2 separate regions of the Mus musculus genome follow, and region 1 is linked to region 2. Evidence: chromatin contacts called from public promoter capture Hi-C data. All regions are on one chromosome and are shown on one strand. The core of a region is the stretch at or near the end of the contact, and the rest is flanking DNA. Distances in the headings are between cores, read along the strand shown.

Evidence for each region. Promoter capture Hi-C pulls out the DNA fragments that hold promoters and counts their contacts.
Region 1: a contact with region 2 is called in a promoter capture Hi-C map of embryonic stem cells, with 3 times the contacts expected there. The contact joins the promoter of Gdnf here to the promoter of Ptger4 in region 2.

Annotation. Positions count from the first base shown.
Region 1 is chr15:7,814,296-7,816,995 of GRCm38.p6, forward strand. Gdnf (glial cell line derived neurotrophic factor) reads left to right here and starts at 1,255. Exons shown (of 2, transcript NM_001301357.1): 1 at 1,255-1,470. The coding sequence starts at 1,320.
Region 2 is chr15:5,242,861-5,245,560 of GRCm38.p6, forward strand. Ptger4 (prostaglandin E receptor 4 (subtype EP4)) reads right to left here and starts at 1,327. Exons shown (of 3, transcript NM_008965.2): 1 at 823-1,327; 2 at 1-335. The coding sequence starts at 838.

The sequences.
Region 1 (2,700 bases), core at 5-2,504, 2.6 Mb after region 2:
AATGTCAAGACTGTTTTCTCAAAATGCATGATTTACCTGATTTGAGAATGCTCCCCAGCCAATTCCCCATGCTGGAACAACGGGACTTGTGAGTGACAGAGTACCACCATACCCGAAGTGATTCAATCTCTCTTCCCCCGTCTCTTTGGATGGGACTTTTCGCCAAGTGAACATAGCCTTCTTTATTAGCAAGCTCACCCCAGACTGCAAGGCCTTCTTCCTTTCTAGAGATGTGAGGTCTTAAGAGTCCAAAGGACTCGGTGTTCAGGACTCTTACTACGGTCCTGGGTCCTGGAGTAGCTAGGGGAACCGAAAGATAGCATCTCTGCTGAGAGGGACAGAATTAGGACCAAAACTTCACAAAGCTGCAAAACTAAAATCAAGGGCGTGTTCGGGTATACCACGGAGGGCTTTAAATGTCAAGATAGATCCAGTCGCCGCCTACTAACAGTGGTAAAACATTTATTGGGCACTTTCTGGACTTGTTCGTGAGTTAATGATCCTAAGAAGTGGAACTGGTATTTTAAGCCAAACCGATGCTTCCGAAGTTAAGTGACTTAACTTGGCACTTTTATGCAGGCCAGAGTCTGCAAAGTCACATGAACTTGTTCTGGTGACATTTTTTTCTTTCACTTAGCCAGGATGTTTAAAAGGTAGACAGAGGGAGGGCAAGTGTTTCCACCAAGCCTGAGCCTACACCCTGCCTAGTTAGAAGAAAGGTCCAGCCTGGGACAGATAGGTGAGCTTGATTTTAGTCCCAGAGGTAAAAAGCCTGTTGTTTGCATCAGCGAAAGGATGGCTTCCAGAGCTCACATATGGGAGTTGCTGGGGAGGGGAAGGGTGGTCTCTGTCTGTCGAGGGCCGGGCAAAGGTAGCCAGATGGGGGCTACCCCGTGCGCCCCCGCCCCCCGGGAATATGGGATGTCGCGCGAGCCAGTAGAAGCAACGGGCCCGGAGTTGTGGTATAAATTTATGTCCATAATCTGACCTCTGGAAGTTGGAGGCTGGAGGACCGAAGAGTGGTCAGCAGTGCACCCGTTGGGAATGCGAGCTGCACCTGGGGTGTACCAGGGATGAAGGAAGATGGGCGGGCAGTAAACCAGAACAAGGGCGGGGTGCTTAGGGAAGCACCGATCAAAAGCAGTGCGGGCGGAGAGGCTGTGAGTTGGGAGCAGGTTGGGGGGGGGGGCAGGGAAGTGGTGAAGAGGCTGCCCTGCAGTCAGCACCAGGGTCCTGGGCGTCTGAGCCTAACTTGCCTGGTGCGGTTCTCTTCCCCGCTGCCCGCCCGCGCAGGTGCCGCCGCCGGACGGGACTCTAAGATGAAGTTATGGGATGTCGTGGCTGTCTGCCTGGTGTTGCTCCACACCGCGTCTGCCTTCCCGCTGCCCGCCGGTAAGAGGCTTCTCGAAGCGCCCGCTGAAGACCACTCCCTCGGCCACCGCCGCGTGCCCTTCGCGCTGACCAGTGACTGTAAGAACCGTTCCCTCCCCGGGGGCATCATCCGGCGGACCCCAGGGCACCCTACCGCAGCATGCACGCACGCAGTCACCCGGGCCAGCCGGGAAGGTTGTGCGCCTCTCCACTAAGTGGGAAGGGCTGGGAGGCCCTTAAGGGTACTCAGCTGCATGCCGCTGCCCAAGGGTTTCCAGGCGCCTTGCAAATACAGAGGATGTGGAATAGTGTCCCTTTATCATTCTCATCAACAAATATCCCACTATCGCCACCATCACAACCACAACCAGGGCACACACACATTGCCCCCAACCCCTTACTTCCCTGCCCCTCTAAGAATACACAGCAGGATCTTTCTTTTAAGGCTATTTTACTGTGCCTTGCTAAAACCCTCTTGCATTTTCATCCTGAACTGCACTTGCAAGGAGTTTTGTGAGAAAGGCCAGCCAGAGAGAAAACACAGAAGGACCTCCATTTCCAGAGCTAGCATCTGCCTAGTGTCAATTCTGTTCAGAAGAGTTCTGCTATAGGAAGAGTCCAGGGTGACTAGTGCAAAGTGGACTGAAAGGGAGAAACGTTCAGAATGCACAGTGCTAACTCAAAAACAACAACCACAACAAACGCAGGGTACTCTTAAAACAAGTCTGTGATTTACTGCTCCAAAGCTAATGCCTTCTAGAAGCGAGCAATTACAACCTATCCTCCAGTCCTCAGAAGTCCATACGGGTAAAGTCAGATAGACAGGAAAGGAGTTACAGAGAAAATGAAAGTATCTAGGTTAAAAGGTGGCAACAGAAAAGTTGATACAATCTCAAAATACTCAGCGGCCACCCACCTCACCCCTTAGAACGAGTGGCTTTGAAGGTTTGCATTTGAAGTGCCCTGTGGTTATGACCACCAGGGAAAGCTTGAGTCAGCCCAGGACGTACAGAAACCCTTGGCCCTGGACAAGAAAACAGGCAGAATGTGGCAAGTGTTTCATTTCAACAACAAAAATGGCTTCTTGTATAAGGGTCAAAAAGGGGCGGGGGGGATAGAATTTTATAAGGATTTTGGGAGTGATTTGTGGTTTAAAAGGAACGTAGTTGGTCCCTTGAAATTCAGACCCAGACCTGTCAATTAAACTCATCTTTAAAGAGCCTCACTTCAATCCCAAGCTTAGGGCGTACAAATATTTCTCTGATTGAAATTCTAAATGCCCTCTGTTGTTGTCTTCATTTAACCATTGCAAAAGGGCAAACCAAAGGG
Region 2 (2,700 bases), core at 77-2,576:
ACACAGTGCCTGGTCTCCGGGCCACTGGCCCTTCATGTATGTGGCGATGGTCACCGGGCTTACCAACAAGGTGCCCAGAAGGTCAGTGACAGCCAGCCCACATACTAGAGTGTAAAAGGTCGTCTCTTTCTGCTCCTTGCGCGACTTGCACAATACTACGATGGCCACCAGGTTGCCCACCACCCCGAAGATGAACATCACTGCGGGAATGGTCACCGGGCTGTTCAGCCTCTCCGGAGTGGAGGAGAAGGACGCGTTGACTCCGGGGATGGACATGATGGTGGTGGTTAGTAACACACAGCGTTGGAGCTCACGGTTCGATCTAGGAATGGTACCTAGAGAGAAAGAGAAACGAGCCATTTACCACTTGCAAGGTGTTCGACCCATGGCCAAAATGCTGTGTCGCAGAGATAAGGAGAGCACCCAGATCCAACTTCCTCATCGGTAGCTACTCATTAACTGTGACTACTTAAATTCCCAAGGTCTGGATCCGTTCTGTCAAGAGCACCGCTCTGCTGACATTAATATATTTATTTCCCGCCTATCCCCACCCCCACCGCTCCATAATCAGCTCATTCCCTCGCCGAGATGAGCAAGACCCTTCTCAAGGGAAAAGTGACTCCCTAGTGATATTCCCCACAGAATGGATAAAATGCTCATCGAAAGAAGTTATGGACATTTTGGGACACTATGGGACATTCTGTTCTTTGGTTTCCCGGAAGAGCGCCTGAACACGCAAAGACCTCCATCCCGACTTACCTGTAGGGTGGGGTTAGGAGCCCGGTGTGCCCAAGGCTCAGGCCTCAGATGTTCAGGACCTACCTCCAACCTCAGCCATCAGTCTCTTCCCACGCAGTGCGGAACTTGTCAAGCTTTTGCTGTCTCGGAACCGGGGCTCGGTGGCTGCCAACTTTCCGGAACTGAGGTCAGAGTATCTTGCTTTCAAAAAAGCTTGGAAAGCCAGAGAGGCTAGCGGGATGGGTCGGTGAAGACCAGTCTGGGGTTTCTTGTTTGATTTACTAACGCCTCCTCCTTTCAAAGGCGAGTCTCAGCTTTGCAGGGCCCGCGCAGGTCTAGTGCGGGAGGTCAGCGTCCAGGTGTGTCGCCGCCACGCGTGCAGGTGGAACAGAGCGTAGGTCCGGGCTCCCTCCTCCCCAGCAGCGGGCTGAACGGACAGCTACCGGAGAAGGCGGCTGCCGCTGAGGCCGCTCCTTGGGCTCTGGGGGCGGCACGGGGTCCACTGGGCCTGGGGCTCTGACCTGAGGCCGTTCATCTTCCTCTCCCGCTGCCGGGTTTCGAGCTTCGCTCTCGGCGTCTCCAGCCTCTGAACAAACTTTTCTCCTCCCGCAAGTTTCCCCGGAGGGGGCGGAGACAGTCATAGCGCGGCCCGGGCTTCCATTGGCTGATCTGGAAAGGGGGCGGGGCGAGACCTCCTCTAGCACCGCCTAGGAGCCCGGTGATGGAGGGCGGGGCGGAGAGCTGCGGAGGTCTGGAGGGACCTGCGGGGGTGCCACCCGGCTGCGGGTGCAGCTTCAGTGCCTTCCCTCCCTCGAAGGTACCGAAACCCCCCAGATCGAGTCCCCAGGAAACGCCAGCTCGAGCTTCGCCACTCCCAAGCTGGGCATTTAGCGGGAATGATGCTGGGACCTGTGTCTGGTCTACATTGCTCTGCGGGTTAGAGTGGTTAAATTCTCGCATCTTCCACCCACAGATCAAACATGTGGGTCTTGAGATGTCGGGACAATTGCTTTAGGGCTCTACCCGGGAGCCACAGAGCGGAGAGGAAAAGTGGGTGTGTGGTTGTCCGTGGGTGTGTACGCCCGAGAGCTCCGGGTGGGACTTGGCAGAGGCACGGTGAGTAGGTACCAGGCTTGGGCGGGGAGGCGACTAAGAATCCATCCTCTCACCATAAAAGGAGTTACTTGGCAGTGCCCTAGCTGCGCTCAATAGGGCACCAAAGCGGAGGCGGGGAGGAAGGCGAGCAACACGGAACTGCAACTTCTCACTTAGATGGCAGAGTTTAGGGCTTTCTTTGGAGACCTGTGGCCCACAGGCACACCTGAGATTTAGTTGAGGGGGACTGTTTAACTGTAGAGAGAGAGCATTCTTCCTCAGGAAGGCTGAAACAAGTGCTTTCCTGTTCAGTTTCTGCTAGCCATCTTCACCTGCGGGATGAGAGGGGTTTGAAATTCAAGCAAATTAACGAATTTCCAGGCGTTGCCTCTTTGTTAACTCGGAAAAGGTCTATTTGCCTTTCCCTATTCTTTGGTTTATAGTTTGTTCGGCTTCTTCTTTGATGAGGAACAATCATTTCTTAATTATCAACTATTCTCCTAAAAAACAGAATTTAAGATCGGAAAACACCAGGGGGCAATTAAAACCCTGTCACCAGATCCTTTAAAAACTACACAATGAGACTGTAGTATGGTTTTCTGAACAATTCAACTTCTTACAAAAACCTCACTCCATGCTTAGCATCTAACCGGGTAACTAGGTGGCTTGAATCTTGTGTGAAACAAGTAGGTATGCCTCTACTGTTATTTATGGGGGCTGGAGAGATGGCTCGGCAGTTAAGAGCACTGACTGCTCTTCCAGAGGTCCTGAGTTCAATTCTCAGCAACCACATGGTGGCTCACAACCATCTGTAATAAGATCTGATGCCCTCTTCTGGTGTGTCTGAAGATAGCTACAGTGTACTCA